2 separate regions of the Mus musculus genome follow, and region 2 is linked to region 1. Evidence: chromatin contacts called from public promoter capture Hi-C data. All regions are on one chromosome and are shown on one strand. Each heading gives the region's core, a stretch centred on a gene start, on an enhancer-like site or on the middle of the called end of the contact. The rest is flanking DNA. Distances are from core to core; before and after follow the strand shown.

What was found. Promoter capture Hi-C pulls out the DNA fragments that hold promoters and counts their contacts.
Region 2: a contact with region 1 is called in a promoter capture Hi-C map of neutrophils, with 4 times the contacts expected there. The contact joins the enhancer-like site here to the promoter of Tmem14c in region 1. A contact is called at or near these places in 15 of 39 promoter capture datasets (the 3T3-L1 cell line, 3T3-L1-derived adipocytes, the C10 cell line and 10 more), 1 of 484 Hi-C or Micro-C datasets (the N1E-115 cell line), 5 of 115 datasets of contacts at active chromatin or transcription factors (the 230-238 cell line, the SCID.adh cell line, embryonic stem cells and 2 more) and 1 of 9 other capture datasets (liver).

The regions. Positions count from the first base shown.
Region 1 is chr13:41,013,347-41,021,152 of GRCm38.p6, reverse strand. Tmem14c (transmembrane protein 14C) reads right to left here and starts at 4,903. Exons shown (of 6, transcript NM_025387.3): 1 at 4,755-4,903; 2 at 3,980-4,038; 3 at 3,371-3,447; 4 at 2,696-2,797; 5 at 1-34. The coding sequence starts at 4,002.
Region 2 is chr13:41,624,721-41,632,526 of GRCm38.p6, reverse strand. It overlaps Tmem170b (transmembrane protein 170B), which reads right to left. Exons shown (of 3, transcript NM_001163572.2): 2 at 4,379-4,549. Among named protein-coding and RNA genes, the nearest start is that of Gm5082, 20 kb to the left of the region's middle. Within about 2 kb of position 4,511, at least 37 of the 459 cell types and tissues checked have an H3K27ac peak or open chromatin away from gene starts, as enhancers often do. A contact at or near this core is called in hippocampal neurons and pre-B cells, where this site is marked.

The DNA.
Region 1 (7,806 bases), core at 3,654-6,153:
ATCCCCATAATTCCGGCCAAGGTCCCAGATGTAGCTGCGAAAGAGAAAGGGCATCCTGATCAGATCCCACACACAGGAGCACAGACGTGAAGTCCCATCCACCTTTTGAGGCCCAGACTCCATCCTGTGAGGGGCGAGGGCGAGAACTAAGCTTCGCTGCTGCCCATAGTACTCGGGTCTAAGGACAGATACTGGCCAAGTACAGCCCTCCACACTCTGCTATGGCTGACTCTAGTCCCCGGAGGCTGTTTCCAGTGCTTGGCTCTCACATTAGACACTAGTTTGGAGTCCGTGGAGTGGAGAGATGATCACTAAAGTGGGGCTTTGAAGGCTGCAGCCACGCCAGGTCTCTAATCTCGGTTTCCTGGTCCCTCTCACTGTGAACAAACCCTACGACAAGGAGCTGGGACACTCCCCCCACTGTGCCTCTATCAGGACTGCTCTTTGAAACTGGGAACAGCTGCTCTGCCCGGCGTGTGGTCAGGGGAGGGAACTTATCTCCCCAAGCCCGGTGGCCTCTGTGGCCTCATTTTCAACACTCTGCTGCAAAACCCAGGCTTCAACCATAAATGTTTTCACTTTTTCAAAAAATACCATGCAGTTTCTTTACCCTACTGGTAAAGGTAGTATTTTGCCAACTACCAAGTGTTTTGATAGAAAAATGCTGACTGTATGTGCTAAGCCAGAGAGTTGACTATATTGGACAATAGTCTCCACCCTTCCAGTGTTTCAAGCCTCAAGATGCAAGCTAGCTTAAAGAATCACACACAAAGTCTAATTTGTGCTACAATAAACGCTACATACACGACCTAATGGGAGCGGGCAATTGATTCGGGAATATTACAAAGGGTTAACTAAGGAAGCAAAGATTATAGCCAGGGTCTGCAATTAAAGTAAGAGTGAATGAGCTGACGAAATCACTCTCTAGGCTGGGGAACTAGTACATGCAAAGACCCTGACAGGAGGGTACAGGTCACACTGTCAAGGTCACTGGCCATTTGTATTAAGACGAGACGAGACTCTGGCCACGTGAAACAGAGTGAGCATGTGTACAGATACAGGTCCCCGTGAGACTCGGGGAAGCACACCATGGCCAAGGGGACAGAAACAGAGACTTAAGTGGACCCACAATGCACGGGAGAGGAAGACGTGAGGGAAAGTTAAGTGGGTTCTTCCAGAAGCTTCTGAAAGGAAGGGGAAAGCCAGCGGCCGAAGAGGAAGCACGCTCTGAGATCCTTCCTCATCTAAACAAGTCAAAGTTGACCACAGGTTGTCCTGGCTGCTTTGTGTGTCAGCTTGACACAGCTGGAGTTATCACAGAGAAAGGAGCCTCCCTTAGGAAAATGCCTCCAGGAGAGCCAGCTGTGAGGCATTTTCTCAATTAGTGATCAAGGGGGAAAGGCCCCTTGTGGGTGGTGCCATTCCCAGGCTTGGGTTCTATGAGAGAGCAAGCAGAGCAAGCCAGGAGAAGCAAGCCAAAAAGGAACATCCCTCCATGGCCTCTGCATCAGCTCCTGCTTCCTGACCTGCTTGAGCTCCAGTCCTGATTTCCTTTGGTGATGAACAGCAGTATGGAAGTGTAAGCTGAATAAACCCTTTCCTCCCCAACTTGCTTCTTGGTCATGATGTTTGTGCAGGAATAGAAACCCTGACTAAGACACATGTGAACTTCATGTGTGGAGACACTACACGGGAATACAGATAAACGATAGGCCGGAGACAGTTCACAGTCGGGAGTCAACGCCCTGGTAGAGGGGAGAAAAGGGAGAGGAGCTGGTCTGGAAGCTTCAGTCTGTAAGGGAGACAACGGAGTGGCTGCTGGTCTGTCTGTCTGTCTGTCTGTCTGTCTGTCTGTTTTGATCAAGTACCCATGGAATCTCTTGAAGAGAGCAGAATGCTGGGATCAGAGAGGCAGAAGTGGAGTGGGAGCCGTTCTAGAGCACAATGAGGAAGCTGTTCGGAAGAACCAGGAACCCAGTGCATCCTCTTTCCTCAGACTGCCCACAGCTGACCTCCCTCCCTACCCCACTGCTGGTGTGCAGAGCCTACTCTGTGACACGGTCGGTGACTTTTAGGAGGGTTAGCTTTGCATGTGTCCTTACACTGTTCTGTTCGAGTGAAAGGCACAGAGGTACCACACCCCTGGCAATGGCTAGCACTTGGGTGGAGACCAAGAAAACTGTGTCAGAAAACACCATGATAAGAAGTCATCTTTTTTCCCTTCCAGCATGGGCTACACCTGGGGCACTTTATCTACAGTTCCAGAGTCCCATGACCTGACTGACCACTGAGCTTAAATGCCTCCCGAAGGCAAGGTCTGCCTGTGTCTTACACAATTAACTGCCTAGGAAAGAGATGTCCACCTGGGGAAAAGGCTACATGAGCTCAGGCTTCGTGGGATGTGTGAGACTTCTCTCTAAGTTCCAAGCAGGCCGTCTTTAGTCTGGAACCTCAGTAGTTAACACACAGTCTCGTCCACTTGAAAACAAGTCTCACTGAGAACATTACACCCATGTTGCGTGAAACCTTCCTGTATTCAGTATACAGAACAGAAACAACCCGGGGTTCTCCGTGATGAAACCCACCCTCTGCTTGGCAGACGCAGCTGAAAAGCAGAGAAGAGAACCTGCCACACACGCCCACCAGAGTCTCAGGGGCAAGCAGAACACAGAGGCAGCACCTGAGGCAAACCTACCTAGGAAAACCCACACATTCCTGGGATCCTGAGACAGCTGGTAGGCCCCCAGGCCTGCCAGGCCCCCGAAGAAGAGTCCAGCAGCCAGGGACGGCACACTACCTGGGGAGAAGAAAGCAGGCATGCATCCATGTTGTGATGTTACAACGTCACATAAAGAACATGCAAGACTCCCCTCCCCTGCAGAGGAAAGCTGTCAGAGAGAGGCTGTCTTTACGAGGCTTACAGCCAGTGTTCCCAGCATAGGAGAATCTTGGTGTCTACCATAGAAGTCAGGGTCTTATCACCCCAGCCCTCTCTCTCCTTTAGGAGGTGTGGCTCAGTACAGTGCTTGTCTGACTTAGATGACCCTGGCTTGAGCCTGTTTTAAACAGATGATACAGAGTGAGCAGAGACAAGAGATTTCCTCCTTGAGGAGCTGAGAGACAACGCGGTGTATGGCAATGGTCGATAACACCCACCCACTAATACCCCTGCCTATCTGTATGTAAAGAGGGGAAAAAAAAAAAAAAAAAAACGCCTGGCTCCACTCAGCCAGATAATCAGAGGCCAATGCAGGGTGTACTCAGGGCCTAAAGCAAACTTGAGTCAAGCCATATTAGGTGTCAAGGGCTCTGGGGACCCACATGTCACTGGACTAAGGTGACAATTTTAAGAGTAACAAGAAAGGCTCACCTGCTTTGGCATAGCCAATAATCCCACCGGTAGCAACCAGGGCTGCATAGCCGAAACCAAAATAATGTAAAGGCATCCTGAAAAGGCCAAAGGGAGAAGCCAGTGTCAACCGAGTATAAAATACAACACACAAAATCACTGGATGGGGCCTGCGGGAACTTGGCCTTGGTGGCGATGCGCCCCCCACCCCCGGCTCCCGGAGGCTGGCAACCTGAGTTTGGTTACATTACAATGGTCCACATAGCAGAAGATCAACTCCCGCAACTCCTGAAAATTGTCCTCTGACACCTACAAACTCAACATGGCACGAATGCATCCACACAAAGAAGTAAATGTAATTGCTTAAATCATCCTCAGGGACAAAAGGATTGTCGTTTCCAGCAAATTCTGCCAGTGCCCAATCAGAAAGAAAGATAGGCCAGGTGGCAGGCTCGGTGAAAGAACTAGCCAGTGGCAGAACTGGATTCAAGTCCATGTCCCAGGCCGCTAGTTCAAGGATCATGTCACAACCTACGCTGCCTGGTGGGCAGTGCCAAGCTGGAGGTTCCCGTCATGTGCTCTGGTTTTAGAGGCTCCCAGTGATTCTACTCCGATGCACAGGGCACTTACAATGGGCCACTGTCTTTCTGCATTGTTCAGTCGCTTTGGAGACCACACCAGGCCTGCACCTGTGGAGGAGAGGTCAGAGCAGTCAAGAGACACGCTGACCTCTAGCAATCAGGAAGAAATGAGTTCAAGGTACAGCTCTGGGTGTGATTGCAACTGCCGCCTGGACACACACAGTCACTAGTCGCCCTAGCTCTGCTGTCCAGTGAAGGTAACTGGATAACAAGTAAAACACCTCTGTGAATATTAAGTGTTGTAGAGACACCAAATATTTTTACCACAGCCTCTACTATAGCACAGGCCCACCGAAACGAGCAGGAGTCACGGAGCAGCTCTGGAGCAGCTGACTGTCTCATCAGTTAGTTGATTGCTAAATCAGAAAACAAATGGCCTGTACCTCCATTCTTCTTAGCGTCTCCGAGAAGCAGGGTAAATGCTGCTTTCTCTCCAACGTCCTCCATACTCAGTTTGCAAACTTTTAGAAACCCTTGCACCCAACCCTCGGCTCCTATTAGGCTGGAGCAAGGGACCAGAAAATGCTCGGAACCCTAGTCGCAACTGCACTTAGACGCGCTACAACCCTACAAAGTGACTCCTGCTCTCTTACGGAAAAGCCCTCCGTGGCGCGGAAGCAGCGCACGCGCGTTTAGGTTTCCACTCCCGGAACCGCAGTTAGAGAACATTTTAGAGAGGCGGGAAGCGGGCCGGGGAAGCGAGCTCAGCAGAGTGTGCACGGAACGATTCCCCTGGTGATAGAGTCGGCAAAGTAAGAACACACCCAACCAACACTGGAGCCGGAGCCGGAGCCGGGAGGCCTGTGCTGTAGGACGAGGGCGCGAGCAGACAGCGAGAAGCCGAGGTCAGGAGCCGGGTGTGCAGACGTCACAGCGTGCGCTGCGTCCTAGCGGGAGGGGCGGGACCTGGATAGCCGGGAGGAACCTGAGGTGATTGGCTGGGCATCATCCTAGGCGGTCTTCGGGTGATGGGGCGGGGCTTGGTTCCGGCTTGGGAGTAGTGGGGTGGAGGAGCACCAGGTTTGGCTGCTGAGTTTGGGGTCCGTACTCCGAGGGTGAGCCAGTTTGATACAAGGATAATGGGATTAATAAAAGCCATCAGGAAAGGGTACCAGGCTGGTAGAAGAGGCATATCAGCCACAAGTCAAAGCAACTCAAAGTGTTTATGTACTGCCATGTGCCCAGTATAGATCTTAAGTATAGACATTTAAACAGTGAACCAATCTATTTTTAAGAAATTTTTGCCCTGGGAGAGCCTAAGTATTTACTCCTCAGAAGGTCTCAATTACAAATCAAAGTTCACCCCGAGGAACCAATGAGTTTATTAAAGTTCCTTACAAAGCATGACTGAGGAGTTTCAGGCAGAAGGGACAAGTCATGCTGGAAAACCTATACCCAGCGAGAATGATGGCTTACTTATGGCTGTGCAGAGCCCCGTTTCCTAGTCCCTGTCCACCTATAAACTCTAGCCCTTCCTCAAGTCACATGCAACTAGGTCAGAATGCATGAAACTGGGTGGAAGGGGTAACGGGATATAGGTGAGGGGCCCCACGACCCTCTCCACTCCTTTTCTAAATGAAGGTGAACAGTCAGGCAAACAGTCAACAAGCCCAGCTGGGACCATCTTTTGCAAGCAGGCACAGCTGACCCTCATGAAGATGGCGGCAACCTGGCGCAGATAGTAGTGCGGAACTGAATCCCACACGCTCTATCAGAGAAGCACTGTACGTATTGGCCCTTAAGAGCACTGAGGGTCTTGCTGTAGAGGACACACGTAGTCAAGGACTTAATCCGGGGCTTGCGTGTGATGGCCCTAGTCATGGACTGTGAATGTTTTGTCTCCTGTATATCATACTTGAACGTCTCACGTAATTTTGGTGTCTGCAAATACAGCATCTTGGACTATTTAACTACTCTGTTTTGCCCAGGCTGGCCTGGAACTGCTGGGCTCAAGTGATCCTCTCTCGGGAGCCTCCTGGGTTACTGAGGCTCCAGGCACATGCTATCTGGATTCCTAGTTATGCCAGCCTCATACACTTCTGTCTGTGCACTTCTCAGGAGACCGTTAACTCTTTGCCACTGTGGGTATAACAGTGGCCGGCTGCACCAAGATTCCTAGATGCCTGCCAACAGAAGGATCCCGGAAATAAACTAGGACTAGGTAGAAGATACAACTCACTCCTGTAGGCACTAGGGAAAGGTCAAGGCTCCAAGTTGCAATCAAACCACATAGAATTGTTACAAAAGCTTGGACAACCAGGAGATTCCAGCTAACTGTATCATTGAAGCCCATGTTTTCTTCTAACATTTTGTTTTCTTTACACAAGCTCTCGGGTGGTCAGAAACTGCCTCAATTCTAATTCTCGGAACTCCTTCTACCTCCTGAATGCCAGGATTACAAGGATGCCTCACGTGCTCAATTAAAACATTGTTTACATACAACTCCTCCCAAAGCCAAGTTATGTTTTATAAAAAAAAAAACAAACAAACAAACTCTATCATAGATGACTTTGTGTGTATGTGGGGATGTGAGAGGGGGCACATGTGTGGTGGTACAAATGTGGAGGCCAGAAAACAAGTTGTGGGGAGACAATTTTTTTCCTTCCACAACTGTGGGCTTCAGAAACTGAACTCAGGTCTTTGGGCTCCGTGGTAAGTACACTCAACCAGCCACCAAGCCATCGTACGGGCCCATGGACTTTAATCTTCTTTTGACTTCTACTCACACTATGCCCTTGGGATTTCCCATCTTTTGATATCTCAAGACATTCAGGCAATTGACATCTATTGAAGGTGTTATTTTTTATGTATATATGTTTATAGCTCTATCCTGGAACTTCCTCTGTAGACCAAGCTGGCTTTGAACTCAGAGATCTGCCTGTTTGCTTCCTAAGTATTAGGTGTGTACCAACACTTGACAAAATATGCCCTTACTATGATGACAGTGTGTCATGTTACAGGCTGTACTGGCTGGTTTTGTCAACTGTCAAGCTGGAGTTATCACAGAGAAAGGAGCCTCCCTTGAGGAAATGCCTCCATGAGATCCAGCTGTAAGGCATTTTCTCAGTTAGTGATCAAGGGGTGAGGGCCCATTGTGGGTGGTGCCATCCCTGGGCTGGTTCTATAATGAAAGCAAGCTGATCGAGCCAGGGGAAGCAAGCCAGTAAGAAACATCCCTCCATGGCCTCTGCATCAGCCTCTGCATCAGCTCCTGCTTCCTGACTTGAGTTTCAGTCCTGACCTCCTTTGGTGGTGAAGAGCAGTGTGGAAGTGTAAGCTGAATAAACCCTTTCTTCCCTGTCTTAGGGTTTCTATTCCTGCACAAACATCATGACCAAGAAGCAAGTTGGGGAGGAAAGGGTTTATTCAGCTTACACTTCCATACTGCTGTTCATCACCAAGGAAGTTAGGACTGGAACTCAAGCAGTTCAGAAAGCAGGAGCTGATGCAGAGACCATGGAGGGATGTTCCTTACTGGCTTGCTTCCCCTGGCTTGCTCAGCCTGCTTTCTTATAGAACCCAACACTACCAGCCCAGAGATGGTCCCACCCACAAGGGGCCCTCCCACCCTTGATCACTAATTGAGGAAATGCCTTACAGTTGGATCTCATGGAGGCATTTCCTCAACGGAAGCTCCTTTCTCTGTGATAACCCCAGCTGTGTCAAGTTGACACAAAACTAGCCAGTACACTCCCCAACTTGCTTCTTGGTCATGATATCTGTGCAGGAATAAAAACCCTAAGACACGGGTCATGGTCATTAAGTACCCGCAGTGTGCTAGGCTTGTTCTAAGACCATCACACACTGACACACCTT
Region 2 (7,806 bases), core at 3,262-5,761, 610 kb before region 1:
AATCACAAGAGCCAAGAGACGTAGCCATGGATGTTGAGAATACAGCAAATAAGAAGGCAACTAACACCGACAATAAAGGTAGACTTAGGCCAGGAATGAGTGACAGTCGACTACCACATGCCTGTTTCTGTGTATAGTTTTCTTTGGAACAAGTGGTATCCATTCATTTCCTACATCTATGCTTGGTGCTACAACAGCAGGCTTAACAGAGATCACTGCTTCCGGAGTCTAAAACATTTACCATTTGTTCCTTTAAGAACACTGCTCCTGATTCTTTGTGGTGGTTTGAAAAGGCCTGGCCTTCACAGACTCGTGTGTTTGAATGCTTGGCCCATAGGGAATGACACTATTAAGACATGTAGCCTTGTTCAAATATGTAAGGCTCTGTAGGAAGAAGCAGGTCACTGTGTGTGTGATGGGGTGGGGGGTGGGGGGTGAGGTCTCCTATGCTTAAGCTCTGCCCAGTGTGGAATTCCAGTCTCTTCCTAGGTACTTGAAGAAGACAGTCTCCTCCTGCTGTCTTTGGATTAAGATGTAGAACTCTAGGCTCCTCCAGTGCCATGTCTGCCTGAATGGCACCATGCTTCCAACTGAACCTCTGAACATGCAAGCCAGCCACAATTAAATGTTGTCTTTATAGGAGTTGCCTTGGTCATGGTGTCTCTTCACAGCAATATCCTACTCTAAATGAATTAAACACTTTACTATAATAGGTAAAGGTCTAAAATAAAGGAGATATATATACACACACACACACACACATATACACACACATATATATATATATTTATATCAGAGAAGAATATTTATTATTTTTATTCTGGTATGAGACAAAATTTCTTTCTTTTTTTAAAGATTTATTGTATGTATATGAGTACACCATAGCTGTCTTCAGATATATCAGGAAAGGGCACCAGATCCCATTAGAGATGGCTGTGAGCCACCATGTGGGTGCTAGGAATTGAAGACCTCTGGAAGAACAGTTGGTGCTCTTAATCACTGAGCCATCTCTCCAGGCCCGAGACAAAATTTCTTAATGCCCCAAATTATAAACCCTAAGTAGGAAACAAACAAACAAACCAACCAACCTGTAAGCTATATTACATTGTTATTTAAACATTTCTACTGAATAAACTCACTACATGAAGAGAACCGATAAGAACCTGAGAAAAATGGTTTGCAAAACCCAAACCAGGCCCTCAGTGTAAGTACGTGAGGAGTGAAGCATCTGTAAGGCACGTGAGGAGTGTCTGTAAGGCAGTAAGGAGGAGCCAGGGCAGCCAAAGAAGAGCACAGAGAATCAAGCAATGTGCAGAGGGGAAAGCTTTGTCAACAGCGAGTGCAGAAAGAGACGCTGAGACTCACCAGTACACAGAGAAATGCAAATTAAATCAACCAAAAGCTGTCGCTCTATATCTTTAGATAATACTTATAAAAGATTAGACAACTAAAATAGGGCACAATACAGAAATAAACCCATTTTTTTTCTTTTTTAAAACTTTATTTGTAACAAGGTGTGGTAACACACACCTTTGATCCCAGTACCCAAGAGGCCGAAGCAAAGACAGGCAAATCTTTGAGTTCCAGGCTAGCCTGGTCTACAGAGAGTGATTCAGGACAACCAGGGCTACAAAGAAAAATCCTGTCTCAAACATGCACACAGACACACACACAGACACACACACACACATCACAAAGAAGCTCCTAATGTATGTAACAGGGAACAGGCTGCATGCGCTCATATGTTGCGGTGAAAGAAGGGTGCTAGGCGCCCTGGTCCTGGGTGTCCTCTCTACCTTACCCCTGAGACATCGAGCCTCAATGAAATGGAAGCTCACCACTCGGCAGCTAGGCTATCCTAAAACCTTGACTCCCATGGGACTAAAGGTTTGCATGGCCATACCCAGGGTATTGCATGGGAGCTGGGGCACCAACTCAGGTCCTCACATTTACACAGCAAGTACTCACACTGAGTTACCTCCCTAGCACCATTCCAACCCACCCCCTTTCTGTTTAAATCAAACTAGGCAGTATCAATATAAACCAAAATGAGAAGAACAAATACTATATACCCAAATGACACATCACTTGTTCTTGGAAACAAAATCTAAGTAACAACATAATGGATATGTGCCAATATACATCCCATCAGCATCATACTGATAAGGCTATTTAGCAACTGCTGGATTCAATGTAGAGCTATATAAGCCACCAATAAGCTACATTAACAAAAGACATACAGGGGCTGCAGCGATAGCTCAGTGGTTAAAAGCACTGAGTACTCCTCTAGGGCACCTGGGTTTGCTCCTCAGCACCTACACGGTGGCTCACAACCACCTGTCAATCCAGTTCCAGGGGATGGGATGCTCTCTTCTAGCATCTCTCTGACAACACTGCATGAATGTGGCACACAGATATGCGTGCAGGGAAAGCACCCATATGCATAGAAGAAAAATGGAAAAAAGTTTTTTTAAATAAAGAGAAAGAGAAGACATACAGCTAAATATTCTAGTTATTTTTTAATTCATGTTTGCAAGTCGAAATAGTACTAACAAAACATTTCTGTATGTTTCAGATAAAAACCAAATTTTTATCTGAAATTGTGGCAGACTCACATTTTCAAGGATTTCTCAACATTTCATTGCAGTTTTAAGAATCACTAATTTATTATACTTGCCATGGAACTGAAGTGGGTTGGTTACATGCACATAGCCATATTTCACATAAATGGAGGCAGAATTCCCCACATACCCTTCAAAATCTTACAATGACATATCCACATGGTTAGTGTTTATAACATCTGAGCAAACTGCTTCTCTGTGTCCCCAGCTCATAGACCACAACAGTAGCCCACACTGACTGTCCCTGTCTCCTGGAATGTCACTATAGTGAGCAGCACATAGCTATCACCTAGCCCAGCCCCTCATCCAGTATAGATTCTACTCATAGCTCTTAACTCCTCTTCCTTCCTCTTTATTTCCCTTCTTGATTCTACCCATTTCCTTCCTTCTTTTTTTCTTTCACCCCACCTACCCAGCTAACAGAACAACTGTCTAGGTAGCTTTACTAGTGGGTGTGGCAATGAAGGCCCTACCTTTAAGAGTTTTCTCTTGCTTCTTCTCATACTCTCCATAAAGTTATAAAACAAAATCTGACTGAAGAGCGCCCCCACCCATCTGTGGCCCAGAGATGCTCAGAAGTTTATGTCCTCAATGCCCACCCACAGAGGTTCATGTATACCTCAAAGCCCACCCACAGAGGTTCATGTATACCTCAAAGCCCACCCACAGAGGTTCATGTATAGCATATATTGCTCTTTCAGAAGACATGGTTCCGTTCCCAGTACCTATGTGACAACTAACAACCAGCTGTAACTCCAGTACAGTGGCTCGCAATCCTCTTCTAGCCTCTGTATGCACTGCATGCACAAAATTCACAGACATACAGATAGGCAGGCAATCTTTTAAAAAGGGAAAAATAAAAATATCTACTTGTTTTCTGTGGCCTGCAGAAAAATCTCCAGACTTCTTGACTAATCTTTCAAGATTAGCACTTACTCCAGTCTCTTCTTCATGACTCTCTGAGAACCCCAGGAGCTAGACCTGCGCCTGGCCGGTACTATATAAGTAAGGCTTTCCTCATATTCTGTGGCCAGAATCAAGTGAAAGAAAGAAGTCCCTGTGGAGAGCCCCAAACAGTGCAGTGCAGTGGTTAGGGCCCACAGTGTAGAAGACAGCCAAGGGGAATGCCTGCCCTGTGTGTCTATGGCTCAAAAGCAGCAGGGACCTAAGTCAGCAGCCATAAGCACAACCCGGTAAGAAAGCAGCTGAGGGGCTTCCGGATGCAACGGGGTTCTGCTCCAGCAGCAGCCCAGAAACCAGAACTAACTCTGAAGTACAGCGAGGAGCAGGGACAAGTTCACTGTCAGGAGAACAAAACAGGTGACAGGCTAAGGAAATCCACAAGACAGCTCAGCAGAAAACTGTACATTTCCTGAAGCAGAGAAATCATAAGTGGTTGTTGTCACAGGCAGATGAGCCCACAGACTCAAAGGCTCGATCTTCAGTGTCTATCTTCTTTCCTTAATAGACAGGAGGCATATTTAAAGCAGAGACTTCTTTTGCTATAAAGCACTTTCAGACTGAATCAGCCATGCCCCTTGCCAATGCCATTTCTCACAAATCCACGCAGAGCAAACGCACATAGTTACATGCGTTATCTGTCCGGTGAGTAAATCAACTCACCTTTGCCTTCTAGGCTGTAAGTGCTGAGGACCAGTCTACATGAAAAATAGTGTTTCTTTTACAATAACAACAGCACTTACCAAAGCAGTATTTGCATATAAAATTATATCTTTAAACAAAATAAGTCAACTTACTAGTAATCATTGCTCCAGTTACAGAAGCCAGAAACCCGATGCTGACAGCAATGATGGAGATCACTCTCCCCTGCCTGTGCCTCTGCAGCATCACAAACATCAGCACGCCTGCAGCACCGTGGACAAACAGAGAGGAGAAGAGAGCCCAGAGGAAGATCCAGTACCACATCTCTGAAAGGGAAAGAACAGTGTTAGTCCTGCTGCAGAAGTGTAGTTCGGAAGACTCAGCCAGCAAGCAGTGAGTACCCATGGCTGGGGAGAACCCTGAACAAGAGAGAGTGCATAAAAGGCCTCACCTGCTATCTGATCCACAGGAGAAAGGGAGTCAGGGACTATTATTAAAGCTAATTAAGGCTTAATGGAAGAATAGCTCCATGATCTCAAAAGGTGAAGGCCATGTTGTCGCTTCCTCTCCACATCCCATTTAGAAAGCAATCCATCAGCTTGCCTCCTGTAACTGTAATAATTTACCCAGGACTTTCACTGTGCTTTATGCTGTCTTCAACATGTTCCCAATGGACTGTTCACTGCTGACTTAACACACCACAGGGACGGAGCACACCCCCTTATGCCTCTCCAGCCTTCATTTCCTTTCTTCCAGGCCTCTGTTGCTTCTCACTATCCACACACTTCCCCTAGAGACTGATGCTCGGTACTGGTATAACTCCATCTCCCTGGCCACATCCAAGAGGCAGCAGCTGCTCTGTGTGGGGCTGAACAGTCCCTTTCTCTGGGAGATTTTGATTGGAATGCACTCACTGTTCTCCATCTCTGGGTAACTGAAATTAAACCTGTTTCCTTCACCACACAGTGCAGGCCACAGAACAGAAAGAAAGAAAGAAATCCACCAATGACAAGAGGCCACCAAGACTGTGTTTCAGCAACTTCCGAGGTCTATCATATTACTATCCTCATACAGAAGACAACATCCCAGTTTCTCCCTACTTAGCACCTGCTTCATGTGAACCAGTTCAGGAAAGTTTGCTTCTAACTGAAAAGCCAACCAGCATGTTTAGCCTCCCCTGAGAGGGTCCTCTTTGGTATGCAAACACTCTATGAGGAAGGGTCTCTTCTGCCGTTTGTGCTACTCGGACTTTCTGTCAAGTCATTATGAGAGGACACTTTTTAAAAGTAAGGGCTATTTTCCCAAACGTTATAGTGGAAATTTGTAACCATGCAATTACCATGAAAAACAGTATGGTAGTTCCTCAAAAACCCTAAGAACAGAACTACCATATGAGCCAATGCCATTCCTTGGTGGGTATCTGAGCTGGTTAGGTTTAGGACCCTCACTTGACGTGCTGCTCAGATCACAGTGCTCTGTGGCCTTGTCTGTGAGAGACTATCTGGATTGATAATTGCTTTGAGTGGGCACAGTCATTCCTAGACTACATAAGAAATCTAACTGGGGACTAGAGAGATGGCCCAGCTATCTCAAGTTCTCTTCCTAGCACCCAGCATGGTAGCTCAAGACTGTCTGTAATACAAGTTCAGGGGATCCATGCCCCTTTCTGGCATCCATGGGCACCTGGTGCACATACATATATGTAGGCAAAATACTCACACACATTAAAGAAAAGTAAGTAAACAGCAAGAAAGCCAGCTATCAGTTAGCATGCCAAAGTGAATGGGGAAATCTTACAAGGCCCCCACACCAGATGGAGAGCTATAGGCAGGCAACTGATGACTGTTGAGAGAGGGAAAAACCATTCTTCAGAAATTAACCTCATAATTGGTGTACAACACCAAGTGGTCAGCTCAAAAAACATAACACACAAGCAAAACTAGACTCAGCAGGTTCTGTTTATATGTATATACATGTATATAATGAAAAGGAGAAAAATGTCTTGGTAATTAGGAAAGAAGGGGGGAATGAAGGGAGAGAGAGAGGAGGGGAGGAAGGAATGGAAGGATTAAGGAAGGAAGAAAGGAAGCAAGCAAGCTAACTAGTATGTATTCTGCTTATGTCCTAGGAACTTCTATGAGGCAAGAATAAAGAGTGGTGGACTAACTCTTAAGCAGAGGAAATTTCAAGACAGCATAGCACCAGGTCTATGATGTGGCTATTTCTGATTACTCTGATGCAGGCCTACATAAAGAAAAGCAACAGGTAGGGCAGAAAGAAAAGGATGTGCGGCTTAAAGAGGAAGAATAAAGCAGCCATAAAGACATTTGAATTTAAAAAAAAAAAAGGCTGTGATTTTTAGAGAGAAAAGCATCACAAAAGGCAATCTTTGTGCCCTTCACTGGGAGAAAAGGCACTCGACAGCAAGGCCTCCCCCAGCTAAGCATACAGCATGTGACAGGAGAAAGTCTAAGAGGTAAACAAACACTTAGCCAAGGTTTCCCACAGCTTCAGCATAGAGAAGCTTCTGCAACTATGGTTTAAGGAAGGGAGCAGTGTCTACTCCACACTGACAGCTCAACTTGGCAGTGCCATCCACATGCTCTGCATTCTGAGGCATGAAAGATGCATGGTTAAGAAAGTCATTGGTTCTGTCTCCAGAATTTTAGAGAGTGGCTCTATTCGTCAGGATTCTAGAGAAGCAAAACTGACAGACTGCATCTATACATACATTAAAAGGGGATTTATCATATCTGGCTAATCCAACAATAGCTGTCTCCCAAGAGAAAAGCTAAGAGTCCTGTAGTTGTTCAGCCTATGAGGATGGATCTGGCAGGCCCAAGCTGGTGCTCACACTTGAGGGAGGTCCTAGAGAGAGCTGCCCACATTCAGCTCAAGACTGAAGAAGTATGTTCCAATACCAGCAAAGGAATGCCCAAACGGCAGGATAGATGAATTTGCCAGCAAGAGTGAAAGCAAGCGTGCAAAAACCAAAAGCTCCTTTCTTCAATGTCATTGGGGCAAGCCACCAGAAGGTGTGGGCCAGATTTAAAGTGGTCTTCTAACCTCAAATGATAAAGATTAGAGTGGATCTTCCATATCAAATGATCCAATCAAGGAAAATCCTTCATAGGTTTGCCCAGCTGCTTGATTTTAATACTTCAGGTGCAGTCAAGCTGACAACCAATATCAGTTATCTCAGTTCCTGAGGCTCCGCAACATGTGGCAGGGACAGAGCCTCTGAGAGGTCATTGTGTGAACTTGTGAACTTTGTGAAGCCTGTGTTGTAGCAGAGAACCCAAGATGTTGGGAGATGCCAAAGCCATGAGATATCTGCCAAAGAGATCTGCCTAAAGCAAGGGGGACCAGCCCAAAAGAGAGATGCATGTTGCAGGCAGCAAGGAGGTGGAGGAGTAGAGCCACTAAGCCCATTGAAACAGAAACTCTTAATACTGGACGTGGAGATACAGGATTTGGTGGTCTCCCCCGGGTTTCAGCCTTGCTTTGGTCCATTATTTCCTCACTATGCCCCCATTCCTCCCTTTTGGAATGTGAACGTGTATTCTGTGGCATTATATGCTGA